Linked DNA regions of Sus scrofa: regions 2, 3, 4 and 5 are each linked to region 1. Evidence: chromatin contacts called from public HiChIP or PLAC-seq data. All regions are on one chromosome and are shown on one strand. Each heading gives the region's core, a stretch centred on a gene start, on an enhancer-like site or on the middle of the called end of the contact. The rest is flanking DNA. Distances are from core to core; before and after follow the strand shown. Region 1 has its middle 150 kb from the start of RFX3. Region 2 overlaps GLIS3 (zinc finger protein GLIS3). Region 3 overlaps GLIS3 (zinc finger protein GLIS3). Region 4 overlaps GLIS3 (zinc finger protein GLIS3). Region 5 overlaps GLIS3 (zinc finger protein GLIS3).

Region 1 (2,870 bases), core at 215-2,714:
GCGCTCTTGTACATTTTTGCAGAAATGTTTGTTCCAGACTTGTGTGGAGTGGTGATTTCCAAAGGCTTCTGGGTTCTCAGTGGGCTGTACCTAAACAGGTTTCCCCATCTTGTATCAACTCTCACAGTCTCTCTTAATAACAAACCTTGGCAAACCATCTTCTGTTGACACCTGTGGTCCCTAGTTTTTTGGTTTGGTCACTGAACTCCCCAAAGATGACCAGCACTCTTGGAGTTGGGAGCCCTGTGTGCTACCTTGTGGCCCAGGTGCTCAGAGCTATATTTATCAACTATGCCATCTGCCAGAATTGACCCCCTCTTCCTTTCCATGGTATTCACTGCCTTTTTCAGAAGTATTACATCTTTTGTATTGTAAGCCTTTCCCACATTTTATTTAGAAAGAGTGAGTAGGATAAAGTGAATAGGCCCACTTTTGTCACCAAATGACTTGAAGCTGTACTTAGCTTCTCTGAGGCTCTGTTTGCAAAACCATGAGAAGAGAGGATTGAATTGGATTTTGAGATCATAGCCAGCTCTTACATCTACCACCAGGTGACTTTTCCATTTTAAAATAGAGCATAAAATGCATATGGATCAGATACCGTGAATACCAAGGTGGTTTTTCTGCCTGTTTGGGGGAAGGAGGAAGGGTATACCAAGCCAATTTTTAAATTGGAGCAGTGCTGCCCCAGAAAGAATTCTGCAAGCTGAAACTACTCCTCATTGTGGCTCAAGGGTGGCTCACTGCTGAGCTCTCAAAAGTTGCAATTTGGTTTATTCAGAGAATACAGGTAAGAAAGAATCAGTTTGGCTCCAAGGCTTCATGCTAAAGACATTGAAGGATGTCACAGGAAAATTGTGACAAATACCCACCAATACCTGTGGAATCCATGTCCTTCATGCCAGGGCCAAATCGCCATTGAAAACTTTCATTATTTCCTTGTGCAATGGGGCTGAACAAGTCTCATGGAAAAATGTTAACTTGTCCTTCTGTTGATCTGCTCTGGCCCTCCAGGAATCCAGCTACTGCGTCAAATCTGACAAAAGGGAGTCATGACCCACTTGCTTTCCAAGCGTGCGATTCAGTTCATGGACCCAGAAGAGAGTAGTGTGCTAAACCTTCCATTTTCCAACTTGGAAAATGGAAGCAAAGGTTATTAAAGCAAAAAAGTTAATTAGATATCATGATTCCTCTTTCTCCTTTCTACTAGATTGTTTTAATTTAGAAAAGGCATTTTCATCATGCATCTAACTGACTTTCTTGCTGCAGTGTGTTGATGGAGGTCTCTAAAGAGTAATAGTTAGAAGCTAAGTAGTGGGGGTGGGCCTGGCATGGTGGGGAGAAGGAACAGCCTACCCCACTTCCTGATGCACAAGACTAAAGAATTCAGTGGTTTCTGAGTGTACAGTGTACATATGAGTCAACAAGTAGACAAAGAAAATCCAGACCTTTGATGACCCCTGGTGAATAAACTAAGCACTGCATTGAAATGCAGCTAGAGCTGCAGCCTTCCCATGCACACACCCCCTGGATTGCTCCTCTCTCTCAAGTAAGGCAAAGGGCTTTTTCCCCTGTTTCCTTCGCATCACAGACGTACATTACAGACTCAAGGCATGCAGATCCCTCTAAGCAAACCTGATTTGGGTCATCTCTGTTGGTGGATTAAGAAATGTGTGTGCAGTTGCTTCTTTATATCTCTTCTGTGATCCTGTTAAACACAAGCAGCATTATTTAGGAATTAAGGAATTCCCGAAACAAGGTCTATAACTTCCTCTCAGATTAGGTATATATTCATCAGTATTGTTTTATGGAAGAGTTATGAAGGACAAATAAACCTGACGTAACCCAAAATGAAAATCAGTGTTGAGAGGTGATAACTTGTCTAGAAACCCTGAGTAGCAGCTAAAGTGCTTTTCTATGCAACAAAAGTCTGCATTTTCCTTAACAGCTGTATGTGACCAGCGTGTGGTACATGTGAGCCAGAAGGAAGGCTTTGTTTTGTCAGCTTGCAGGAGAGGATAGAAACTTGTTACTGTAAAAGCTGAGGGGGATGGGGTGTAGGCATTTGGGGTGTGTACCCAGGCATCCAATTATAACAGTTTTAATGCCAAGTGCCTGTTTGCAGTCATCTGGTAGAGTTATCACAGGGTCGAATAATACAGTTTATAGTGTTAATACCAGTTAGCCTGTTAGTCCTTTTTTTTTTTTTTTTTTTTTTTTTTTTGCCTTTTTAGGACCACACCCACAGCATAAGAAAGGGGTCGAATCCAACCACTAGCCGCAGGTCTACGCCACAGCCACAGCAACACAATGCAGGCTTTGAGCCTCATCTGTGACCTACACCACAGTTCACGCAACACCGGATCCTTAACCCACTGAGTAAGGCCAGGGATTGGACCCATGATCTCATGGATATTAGTTGGGCTCCTTACTGCTGAACAACAATTCCTCTTTTTTTTTTTTTTCTTTCAGTCATTTGTGTATCATAACCTTTGGGTGGAGATATTTTTTACATATCTAAGACTGATGTACAATGGGTGTTGAATTGTTAAATTTATTGTGTCTCTCCTTCCCTTTTATTTTATTTTATTTTATTTTTTGTCTTTTGTCTTTTTAGGGCCACACCCATGGCATATGGATGTTCCCAGGCTAGAGGTCGAATCAGAGTTGTTTCCACCCTCCTGTGACACAGCCATAGCAACACCAGATCCAAGCCACACCTGCGACCTACACCACAGCTCACAGCAACTCCAGAACCTTAACCCACTGAGCGAGGCCAGGGATCAAACCCGCAACCTCATGGTTCCTAGTCAGATTCGTTTCCCCCAGGCCACAACAGGAACACCTCTCCTTCCCTTTTATAACCACCA
Region 2 (2,870 bases), core at 171-2,670, 470 kb before region 1:
AGTAGAGGATTCTTTGCATGGAGGTCTGTTCTCTGGATTACATGATGTTTGCATCCCTGACCCACATTTATGAGTGCCAGTACCATACCCAGGCATTATGACAATCTCTGAGACCTCATGTTCTTCCATATGTCCCAAGGGAAGGTATCACAGACCAATGCTGAGAACCTTTAGGACGGAGCACTGATGTAGGGTAAATGTGTGGATTCTAGGTGAACTAGGTGACTCTCAGTAGAAGCAATATTATCTCTTTGAGCTGAACATCTTCATCTTATAAAATGAGGGGAGAGGATTAGATCAGGTGACTCCAAAGTAGAGGACATGCATCCGTTTTAGTGCAGGAAGAAAATACATACTTTAATCTGTTTTTCATTTTCTTTTAAAATGACACTTTTGTGTATGTTTTATAATGTACCTCACATTGACAGCATGGGTACATAATTTTTATAAAAAAAGAATGTACATTAATGATTGGCTTGCTCAGTGGTGTTCTACTGAAGGGGTGCACCATCAGAGAAGTTGGGGATCCTATTACTGTTCTGGCAGCCTAAGTTTGGAGAAGGAATGTCACAAGAGTTGGAGACTTTCTAGCTATGGATTCACCTCTGCTGAAGGGCATACAAGGTGATGAACATCAGTGTTACCAAGCAGAAGCCCCCCACAGAGCTTCATCTCCCGGCATGCGAAGATTGCCATAGTGCTTTGGGCAAAAAACCTATGTATTTCCTCGTCACATAGAGCCAGAATTTGTAAAAACTGGAAAGCCACTGGGGTTTTTCAAATAAGCCTTTACTCAAGTGTGGAAAATACTCTTCCCCAACAGAAAATTTGATTCACACTTTACAAAGAGTATGGGGACATGGTTAAATTGCATAATCACCACTTACAAAAGGGCCCTGAGTAGAAATGGCCTCTTCCTATCCTGCCGAGTTCCGCTGGAGCAGAATGGCATACTTGTTTTCAAACACTCATGCTACACCACGTTGAGCAACTTAGTAGACTTTATATTCTTAAGACCACTCTTTGGAAGCTGCTCAGAGCCATGGTTCTTACTCAGTCCCCTTTCCATTGACGTCAGGCTGAACTGCAGGGAGACCAGAAGTTGTCCATGGCTGTTGCACTCCCAAGATCTAAAATAGAAATCTTTTCCATCCTTCATTCCAAATCATGTTAATTATCAGTTCTCCTTTTGTCATTTAATAGGGGGAATGTGTACTTGGTAGTCATATAAAGAAGCCATATTTTAGAAATCAGCTAGTTTCTTAGATTACTTATGTGTGGCAGGAATCTGCTTTGACAAATAAAAGCTTTTATCCCCAGGGAGTGAACTAAAAAGAGAACTGCAGGCATGCTTAGGCTTGCACTTGGCAGGAAAGAAGGTTAATGTGACGTTAATAGAATAGAAGTAACTTTGCTATTGGTGAACAGAATGGTTATTGAGTCACCCACACTAACTGTGCTGTTTTAAGCACCCTGTCATTGCCCCCAGCTTTGCTCAAGGGACATATAGTATTTCTGTGACTGTTAAGGTTGGAAGTACTTTACTTTAGCCAGATAAAGCAAAATTAGAATTGTAAAATCACTGACCTAAAAGCAATCTTAACAAATCATTCCATTTGCTTTCCTGTCTCATGCTTTGCTCAGAGGCAGTGAAGTACAGTGGTTATGGGTATAGACTCTGGGTTAGGCTTCTGTCTCTGAATACTTCCTCTTTTGGTAATTATGTGTATGGCAGGCTGCTGTCTCTGAATGCTTCTTCTTTTACTCATTATGTATTTGGCCTTGAGCAACCTGTTTATGCACTTCATGCTGCTGTTTCATCATCTGCAATGCAGCACAGTGTGAAAAATAATGCTTATGTCACATCACTGCTGTGAAAATGAAATAATATCCATGAAGGTCTTACTATGTGTAATTCACATAGTAATATGTTAACTATTATTATTAACTATTATTAACTTTGAATAGGAATAATCACTAATCACAGATTTGTAACTTATCTCTAAATTAATCTGTAAGCATCATTTTGAGATAAAGGCATAATGGAAAAAAACACACATATTAATTCTACAAATGTTTCTTTGAGTTTACGTAGGTCTGGCAGTGGCAACTTCCCCTCCCTATAGTAGAGGAACTTGGGGGCAACTATGGATTTAGTGTTAGATCATAAAATTGAATTGGGTTATAGAAAGACATTTTTGATTTTTCTTCACAAATCATTAGGAATTGGAAGTGTGACCTGGAGGTAGAGAATGAATGCAGTGACTTTCTAAGTGCTCTCTGGTCTTAGATTCTGTAATTATTTTCAAAGGGCAAATTGTTTTCATAGGTTCCTGGCACCTCTGTTTCCACAAAAAAATTTGTATTTGGTTTCTGTGGACCTGAATGTCCAAACAAGAATGCTAAAGTTGTTTGTCAGTATCAAGGATTTGGTCTCTCCTGGCTTTCTCTCAGTGCAATATGCCAAGTCTCTACCTTAAAATGTGAAACTATGTTAATCTCTCAATTGTACCCAGATTTGACAGGTCACATTTCAATAGACTGTTAAACAGTTCAGCTTTGAAGTAAATTGACCCAGAGTTCATATCTATCAGAAATCTTCATTCAGGCATTAATGCAATTCTGCATTTTTCATAGATATTTCATTTGTAGACGGTTCAAACTCATTTGACTTGAGATTTTGAGACATGAGACACATGGTTCTTCTAGCCCAGTGATATACTATGGGAGAGATTATGAAGTATTTTGTTATTTCAGTGACCTCAAGGATTAGGGAATATGATAGTTTCTTTAGGTATCTACTGTGCATATACTTTTTGGCTCTTTCCTAAGCAGTTCATAAAGCTATAACTTCCTTTTTGACTGGTAGA
Region 3 (2,870 bases), core at 196-2,695, 440 kb before region 1:
AAGCATAGAATGTTTTTTTTTTTTTTTTGGCTTGCATGTTCAAGTAGGTATTTATATCAAAAGGAACTTTGCAGGGGTGACATTGGAAATGACCTCCTTGTCATGTCTCAAGATCCCTCTAGATTCTATTATTCTGCGTCCATGGAGCCTCAAAGTCAGAGGTACTTTAGAGCCTCTCACAGTGTTGATGAGACACAGATCATAAAGGTTTCCACAAGTTCTAGTAGCCTAGTGTATCAAATCATAGCATGATACATTGAAATGGAAACCAAGAGCAAGATTCATAATTAATCTCTCTTCACTCTCCTTCCCTATGCTCACTCTCCAGTTGCTCTCCTCTCTTCTGTTTAAGTGGCACTGTTTTTGCCAAGGTTAAGCATGTATGTATAAGCAATATGTGGAAGTTCTAAGGCTAGGGGTCTAATTGGAGCTATAGCTGCAGGCCTATGCCAGAGTCACAGCAGTGCCATATCTGAGCCACATCTGTAACCTACATCGCAGCTCACAGCAATGCTGGATCTTTAACCCACTGAATGAGGCTAGGGATTGAGTCCACGTCCTCATAGATACTAGTGGGGTTTGTTAATGCTGAGCCACAATGGGAACTCCTTTTCATTTAAGCCTGGTTTGTGCCTTACTTGGGTCTGTTCATTCAGGTTTTGGTCCCTTCCATAATCCATAAATTTTGTTCTTAAATAGTCCTCTCACTTAATACAGTATTTTTTGCCTCCCAATATTGTTTATACATGCCTGTAGGATGTTCTTTGCCATCTAATTTTAGATCCTACATAATACCTTCTAAGCAGCCTCTCTTTTGTATAAAAACCATGGTTAAGATGTCACGTCCCATAAATCAGTTTTGGTGAAGATGAAGGCAGCTGTGGACAGGGAAGTGGGGGCGGGGGGAGGGGGCGGCAGTGCACAGGAACTCATGAAGTCTGACCCTTTCAAAGTCAACCTAATCCTCCCTCTTATCCCAGCCGTCTTTGTGCTGCTCTTTGGAGGGTGGATGGATCTCTTTAACAAGAAGGAATGAGATTTTGCATTGTTTGACTTTGTCACAACAGCAAAAGCCCTAGAAAATTCCAATTAATTAGCAAGCTGTGGGCTAATGAAAGAATACTACTGAAAGGAAAATGCTCTAAGCTTTCAGAGAGGCATGTGCATGTGAGGACAATGCTGATTTCAAATATTTGGGGCTGTTTGTATAATTTTCCCAGGGTTTGCCTTCCTGAGACTCAAAGAGATAAAATGAGAGACAAGAGCAAGGATTTGTCAGAGTCAGGATGTAATAACACTGTTGGTTTTTCAGGACACTAAATGACCCACCATCATTTGAAGAAGGCAATTAAGTGTAGACCCACAGAACCAGGGAAATTAAAACCTGAATATAGACCTTTTGCACATTTTGTGCAACTAGACTGGCATAAAGTAGATTATGAAATAAGGTTGAAGTTAATTATTATGAAAGACCAGGAAATCACTGTATCATTGTGTCCCTGACTGAGGGAGTACTTGTAACCAGTGTGACAGCTAGAAACATATAGTGATGAAAAACACTGAAGTTGTTAATTTGTAGCTTTTTATTGAATGGTAATAACAATGATGATGATGTAGTAATAAAAACTAAAACAAAACTGCTATCAACAACTAACATATACTAAGTATTTGATGTGTACTAGGCAATATTCTAAGCACATTTAATCCTTTTAGCAATACTATTAAACACTAGATATTATGTGACTCATGTCTTTATTACCTCCATTTTATACTTAAGAATATTTCAGCTAAAATATTAAGTGGCCATCCCACATATCTAAGTAACAAGCCAAGATTTTAATTTACATACTCCACCCTACCTTGTCAACTTGCCTATGATATGGTCTTATTGCATAGATTGCTACCTTACTATATAGAATATTACCTACTACAGAGGCTAGATGTTGCCAATCTGAACTAGGATGCAGAGTGTTTGAAGCTCTTATCCAATTTAGTCACTAGTTTTTCCCAGTGACCAAGTCATGCAGTTATCATTTCTAGTCTTCAGTGTGTTCATCTGTAAAATGAAATAGTAATAGATGATAGCTGAGGTATTTTCTAGTTCTGATATTTTGAGGATTAAGAAGATGATGTGTTTTAGATAAAAGGTAAATAAAATGGTCATTTTTGAACTATTGGTGTGTGTGTGTGCATGCATGTGCACATGCACAGACTTAAAAAAATGAGACATCTGCTTTGGATCCAGTTGTATCTCTCTACCTGTATGAATCTCCTGTATGACTTGGGGCTGCTTGCTTTATCTTGATGAACTTTAGTTTCTTTTCTTTTCTGTTAGATGTGATAATACTATGTGTATAGAGTGCCTAGCATGTTGCCCAGGCACTGTTGACACTTATGTCTTCATGTAGATGGTGTGAAAGTTGAATAAAGGATGACCCACTAAGGAAGTGGGGTCCAGAAAAGAGGTTGCTTCAGCCAGAAGGGTCACTTTTTTGAAGGGGTAGCTGGGTAGGTATTTTTGCATGATGGATCTCTTGGTAATTGACCTCATAGGTGAGAATAATTTAGGCCTGAAATTACCAAACCTTTGGCAGTTTTCCTTTTATACTTTTTTTCCCACTTATATCACTTTCTTTTCACTGTTCTTCCATGGGCAATTGTTTTATCTGTAAATATTCTTTTCATAGCAGTGTTCTTCAGACACCTTGAAAGGATGTCACTTAGCAATCATACTGGGTTGGAGTGTTCCCCTCAATTTCATGCCTACCTGAAATCTCAGAATGTAACCTCAGTTGGAAATAGAATTTTTTAGATGCAGTCAAATTAAAAGATGATTTCATACTGGGATTAGGGTGGGGCCAAATCCAATA
Region 4 (2,870 bases), core at 116-2,615, 420 kb before region 1:
GAGATGGTTATACTATATATAATATGGTATGCTTGAAAGCAGAAGACCAAAGAAAAGATAACTACCTTTATTATTTTTTTTCTGTATATTTTACTAGATTAGTATCTGAGAGAGTAGGTTTGGTAATCTAGTATTTAATAGTTAAAATAGAGAATAAAGGAGAGGGATGCCTGTGGAAATTGGCAAAAGTGATTTATTTTCTCTCTAATCTTTCAGCATTAAAACATAACTTGATTTCTCAAAGTACAATGACTCTGCAACATGTATATTTTAAGTGCTAAAATTTATCTAGTTTTATCAAACCTAAGTAGGTTTGTTCAGAAGCAAAATTCTCCATTTTGAGAGTTTAGAGTTAGAATGATCTCACCAAGATGATTGCCTAAACAATATTCTTTATTGAAAAAAATATTGTAGTGATGCCTTTGTAATTTTTCTGCTCATTGTAAGTAGCTAATATTACCCAATGATTTATCAGTATTTATTGTAATATTTTATTCCAAACTATAGATTCTCGTCAAGGTTCATAATCCTCCCATTGTGCAAGAACCTCTGCTGTTCTTTGTTATTTTTGTGTTATGGATGTTTAGAACAAAGAGAAAACAAATTCTGGCAGGTTTATAATTTGGCTCACATGGAGCAGTCAAAAGAGGAGGTACTCACCAAATCAAGGCCCTTTACTTAATTGACCTTTAAAGAACTGGGAAAATTTTTTTTTTTTTTTTTTGGTCTTTTCTAGGACTGCACCTGCGGCATATGGAGGTTCCCAGGCTAGGGGTCGAATCGGAGCTGTAGCCGCTGGCCTACGCCACAGCCACAGCAACTCAGGATCTGAGCTGCGTCTGCGACCTGCACCACAGCTCACGGCAATGACGGATCCTTAACCCACTGAGCAAGGCCAGGGTTCGAACCTGCATTCTCATGGTTGTTAGTTGGGTTTGTTAACTGCTGAGCCACGATGGCAACTCCTGGGGAGGAATTTTCTTTCTTTCCTTCCCATTTACTTTGAAAGCCATAGGAGTTTTTTATGTTACTTATAATTTGTTATGAATTCTCTTATAAAAATTTATAAATTATTCAGTAACTAAGTTTTAAAATTAATTAGCATCCAACTTTTTAGTCACATATATTTTTAGCTTTAATATTCAAATTCAGATAATTACTACTACTCCTTAAAAAGTATTGCTTTAGGAAGAATATAAGCACACTTAAAAATTTTTTTGGGGGAAGTTCCTGTCGTGGTTCAGTGGTTAACGAGTCTGACTAGGAGCCATGAGGTTGCAGGTTTGATCCCTGGCCTTGCTCAGTGGGTTAAGCATCCGGCATTGCCATGAGCTGTGGTTTAGGTTTCAACACGGCTTGGATCATGCTTTGCTGTGGCTGTGGCATAGGCCGGCGGCAGCTACAGATCCAATTGGACCTCTAGCCTGGGAACCTCCATATACTGCAGGTGCAGCCCTAGAAAAGACCAAAAAAAAAATTTTTTTTTTGAATTAAAGATTCTTTAAATTCTATCATAGTGCTTTATAGTTTTCAAAAGTTTCATACATATGATTTCATATAATGTCATAATAACCTTTCTTTTTTCCTCTACATGTATATTTTTCTCCCTCCTTCCCTCTCCCACTGTCAACCACTAGTTTGTTCTCTATTTTGTAAGTGTGCTTCTTTTTTATTTTATTCACTAGTTTGTTGTATTTTTAGATTCCACATATAAATGATATGACACAGTATTTGTCTTCCTCAGTCTGAGTTATTTAGAACAATGCTCTCCAGATCCACCCATGTTGCTGTAAATTGTCATTTTTTATGTATATACACACATGCACTACATCCTCTTTATCCATTCTTTTGTATGTGGACACTTAGATTGCCTTGGCAGTTTTAAATAGTGCTGCTGTGAATACTGGGGTGCATGTATCTTTTCAAATTATTGTTTTTGTTTGATTCAGATACATGCCCAAGAGTGCAATTGCTGCGGCATATCGTAGGTTTTTTTTATAATAGTTTTAATTAATTAATTAATTAATTAAATTATTGTCTTTTTGCTATTTCTTCGGCCACTCCCGCAGCATATGGAGATTCCCAGGCGAGGGGCCGAGTCAGAGCTGTAACCACCGGCCTATGCCAGAGCCACAGCAACTCGGGATCCGAACTGCGTCTGCAACCTACACCACAGCTCATGGCAACGCTGGATTGTTAACCCACTGAGCAAGGGCAGGGACTGAACCCGCAACCTCATGATTCCTAGTCGGATTCATTAACCACTGTGCCACGACGGGAACTTCATATCGTAGTTCTGTTTTTAACTTTTTGAGAAGCTTCCATACTGGTTTTCACAGTGGCTGTATCAATTTACATCCCTATCAACAGTGTAGGAGGGTTTCCTTTTTTCTATGTCTTCTCCAACATTTGTTATTTGTGTTCTTTTTAATGACAGTCATTCTGACAGGTTTGAGATTATGTCTCATTGTGGTTTGATTTGCATTTCCCTGATAATTAGTGATATTGAGCATCTTTTCATACGCTTGTGCCTATCTGCATTTCCCCTTTGGAAAAATGTCTATTCAGTTCTTTGACCCATTTTTAAGCAGGTAGTTTGTTTTTTTGATGTTGAGTTGAATGAGATGTTTAAATATCTTGGATATTAATACCTTATCAGTCATATAATATGTAAATATTTTCTTCCATTCAGTAGATTATCTTTTTGTTTTCTTGATGGTTTCCTTTGCTATATATTTTATTATATTTTATTTTATTTTTACTTTTGTTTTCTTTAGGAAATGGGTCAAAACAATCATAAGCACTACTTTTAATTTAGATTTTTTTTATGTTGGCATCAATTTGTATTCTGATTGCTTTTTCATTTTGAT
Region 5 (2,870 bases), core at 272-2,771, 280 kb before region 1:
AGCATGTGTTTTGAGGAGGGTGTATTCCTGCTGAAACTTTTCAGACTTCTCCACTGACTCATTCTGTCACCAAGCTATTCATTACTAAGTTTAGTCTTTGCTTGTGATACTTCTTCCTCTCTGGGAATCCCCACAAACTTCAGATGTCTGCATCTAACACCTAGCCAACCTTCATAGCCCCCCTCTGATGATCTTTGCTCTAGGAAGACTTCTGGGACCATCTGAAGGCAGAGGAGAGTTCTTCCTTCTCCAAACAGTTGTCCTCACTGTATTTCTGCCCCTCATGTGACATTTGTATGCAGCGTGTACATGTGCTGCATGTGTGTGTATACATGTGTCCACAAATAGATTGCTAACTTCTTGAAGGTAGAACCAGTGTATATTCTGTTTATTTCATGTTTATTTCAGTACCCAAATTACATCATCTATTGGTTGAAAAATACATATCAATTGCTACTCTCTGCTGCATAGTGAAGGTTAGTCAAGGCATAAACTACTTCTTGAACTGGTTATAGTTACTAACCTAGAACGAAATCAGCATCTCTTATCATTTTTCCGAGCAAATGCCTAGGTCCCATTCAGAGACAAGCATAGGGCTAGCCCTTAATAAGAACTGGTCTTAAAAAACATCTAAGTGGTGGTGTGGTGGGAAGAAGACTGGAGCAACTTAGTGGTTTCTGAAAAATAAAAGGTTTTCAGAGAAGAATAAAGGACAAGCTCCTTTTTTCAGAAGCAGTCAGGACCAGATGACAGGCACATGATGGCTGATTGAATGGTTGTTCCTAGACGTTGAAAGCATTCTGCATTGTGATTGTTTGGCTTATGGATTGAGTGTCAGAAAATCTCTTGGGATGCATTGCCAAAGAGTGAGACCTCACTAGCTCCTTGTGTGGTTTAAGTATTTCTATTCACTTTAGTTATCATCTGATCATATGCCAGCTTGTAATGGGATTGTAGTGGCTTTGCACAACAATGGAGTCCTCAAAAGACTGAGAAAACATGACAGAAATGGTGAGTGGCAGAATCCTTAGATGTCTCATTTAATGCTGGGTGATTGAGTGCATCCATGTGGAGAAGTTTTCCCAAGTCAGCATCAGAGCCGAGCAATTTCAGAAAAGTAGCAGAGCCTTCCCGGTAGAGATGGCATGGGTAGGCAAAGGTACTTTTTGCAAACAAGCTCAGAAATCTCTTGGCAGAGGAGCTGCATTATTTTTCAGCATTAGGGAAGCTCACGTTACGTCACATGAAATCTAAAATGCCCTTTTGGCATTTTTGACCTGGTGTATTATGTTGAGTTCATGTAGTCTTTTTATTTTGTTTAGGAATGTGTAATTCTTCATTTTTATTTAGTGTAAACAGGATATGAGAAAGTAAAGGAATCACAAAGCTTAAGTTCCCACTGTAGAAAGAAAACGAAAGCATTTGGCCAGGATCTCTTTTTCAGAAACAGTGGAAATTTCAGTAGTTGCTGATTCATCCTGACTTTATGGTTGACTCCATGTGAAATAGTTTCAGATGTGTGAAGCTTTTTATTGGATAACAGTGCTGTGGGACCACTGACTTTCTGGGTGAGCAGTGGTTGGGATCATCCAGTCATTCACTGAATTCAGTTTACTTTGGATGAACTTCAAGTGGAAAATATTACCTATCTCTGAATTAGATTTCAGTGCCATAACCAGAGACAAAATAGCATGTGCACGAAGATTATAATTGAACCATGTATTTAATAGCCTACCACAAAATGAGCTTTGATTTGGTAGGCGTGTACAATTGGTTCAGAATTTATTAGCTGCATGGTATTTACCAAATTCCTATTTATCAGGACCAGATTGATTATGCCAGTTAGTACAGAGAAAAGTCTTAATTATTGTGGTTGAACTTCTTTGTAGAAAGGAAAAACATAATGTCACATATGGGATGGTGGAGATTGGAGAAGGGATATTCTTGTCTTCACAAAAGGTAAAATATTTCAGATAGAATAGTGTAATATTTCTAGGGTAGACATATATAGTTCAGTGCGTACTGCAAATGAGAGTTTCCCTTTATCATTTTTAGGCTGTAAATATTTCGTGGTTAATATATCCTTAGCATAGTTAGATAGGACAGTGACATCGACTCGCTTTTGTATGAGTTTCCAGGGAGGGCAGGAGGTATGGTGGAAAGAAGACAGATGAAAAGGTCAGAATCTCTATCTGGAATATTCTCCAATTCTACCTTCTTGCTCCCTCAAAAACCCCTTACATCACATGTCTGCACACATATCCTTCCATGACGCAGTGCCCTACCTTTAATTTATCCTTTTAAATGTTCTCTCAGATATCACTTCCAAGGAGCCTTTGCCTAATTTCCAGGTTAGGTCAGAATCCGCATCATGTGCTCTCATTATCATACACTGTGTTTATCTCTGTAGCTTTTATCCCACTTATAGTTTAATAATTGATTTTGTAGATAGTTGTTTATTATCTATCAACTCTATTAGAATGAAAGTTCCATGAAGGAGAGGACTGTTGTTGTGCTTTATAATTTACAGTGATCTTTTCTCAATAAGAAATTGGTACAAATTGAATGTTTATTGAAGGAATCAATGAACAAGGAAGTGAATGGTTGAGTTCTGTCCCAGTGCTTGTGTGTATTGAATCCGCTATCTAGATCTCTCTCAGTGTCTCAGTGTGTACATCTGTCCTTCAGAGGCACTGGGCTACATGATTTCAGTATTAATTTCCTGTGGCTGCCATAGTGAAGGAACATAAACTGGGTGGCTTAAAACAACAGAAATTTATTCTCTCACAATTCTAGAGGCTAGCAGGCAAAGCATTAGCAGTACAATGCTTCCTTTGATGGTTCTATGGTTAAAGTCCTTCCTTGCCTCT

What was found. HiChIP or PLAC-seq counts read pairs in DNA pulled down with a chosen protein or histone mark.
Region 2: an H3K27ac HiChIP or PLAC-seq map of alveolar macrophages shows a contact between it and region 1. The contact joins two enhancer-like sites. A contact is called at or near these places in 1 of 47 Hi-C or Micro-C datasets (fetal skeletal muscle) and 1 of 2 datasets of contacts at active chromatin or transcription factors (alveolar macrophages).
Region 3: an H3K27ac HiChIP or PLAC-seq map of alveolar macrophages shows a contact between it and region 1. The contact joins two enhancer-like sites. A contact is called at or near these places in 1 of 47 Hi-C or Micro-C datasets (embryonic fibroblasts) and 1 of 2 datasets of contacts at active chromatin or transcription factors (alveolar macrophages).
Region 4: a contact with region 1 is called in an H3K27ac HiChIP or PLAC-seq map of alveolar macrophages. The contact joins two enhancer-like sites. A contact is called at or near these places in 1 of 47 Hi-C or Micro-C datasets (embryonic fibroblasts) and 1 of 2 datasets of contacts at active chromatin or transcription factors (alveolar macrophages).
Region 5: an H3K27ac HiChIP or PLAC-seq map of alveolar macrophages shows a contact between it and region 1. The contact joins two enhancer-like sites. A contact is called at or near these places in 1 of 47 Hi-C or Micro-C datasets (embryonic fibroblasts) and 1 of 2 datasets of contacts at active chromatin or transcription factors (alveolar macrophages).

The regions. Positions count from the first base shown.
Region 1 is chr1:218,187,382-218,190,251 of Sscrofa11.1, forward strand. No RefSeq gene overlaps it. Among named protein-coding and RNA genes, the nearest start is that of RFX3, 150 kb to the right of the region's middle. Within about 2 kb of position 1,465, at least 6 of the 83 cell types and tissues checked have an H3K27ac peak or open chromatin away from gene starts, as enhancers often do. A contact at or near this core is called in alveolar macrophages, where this site is marked.
Region 2 is chr1:217,717,716-217,720,585 of Sscrofa11.1, forward strand. The region is part of intron 2 of GLIS3 (zinc finger protein GLIS3); the gene reads left to right. Among named protein-coding and RNA genes, the nearest start is that of GLIS3, 150 kb to the left of the region's middle. Within about 2 kb of position 1,421, at least 17 of the 83 cell types and tissues checked have an H3K27ac peak or open chromatin away from gene starts, as enhancers often do. A contact at or near this core is called in alveolar macrophages, where this site is marked.
Region 3 is chr1:217,748,281-217,751,150 of Sscrofa11.1, forward strand. The region is part of intron 2 of GLIS3 (zinc finger protein GLIS3); the gene reads left to right. Among named protein-coding and RNA genes, the nearest start is that of GLIS3, 180 kb to the left of the region's middle. Within about 2 kb of position 1,446, at least 2 of the 83 cell types and tissues checked have an H3K27ac peak or open chromatin away from gene starts, as enhancers often do. A contact at or near this core is called in alveolar macrophages, where this site is marked.
Region 4 is chr1:217,772,171-217,775,040 of Sscrofa11.1, forward strand. All of the region lies in intron 2 of GLIS3 (zinc finger protein GLIS3), which reads left to right. Among named protein-coding and RNA genes, the nearest start is that of GLIS3, 200 kb to the left of the region's middle. Within about 2 kb of position 1,366, at least 1 of the 83 cell types and tissues checked has an H3K27ac peak or open chromatin away from gene starts, as enhancers often do. A contact at or near this core is called in alveolar macrophages, where this site is marked.
Region 5 is chr1:217,912,305-217,915,174 of Sscrofa11.1, forward strand. All of the region lies in intron 4 of GLIS3 (zinc finger protein GLIS3), which reads left to right. Among named protein-coding and RNA genes, the nearest start is that of GLIS3, 340 kb to the left of the region's middle. Within about 2 kb of position 1,522, at least 3 of the 83 cell types and tissues checked have an H3K27ac peak or open chromatin away from gene starts, as enhancers often do. A contact at or near this core is called in alveolar macrophages, where this site is marked.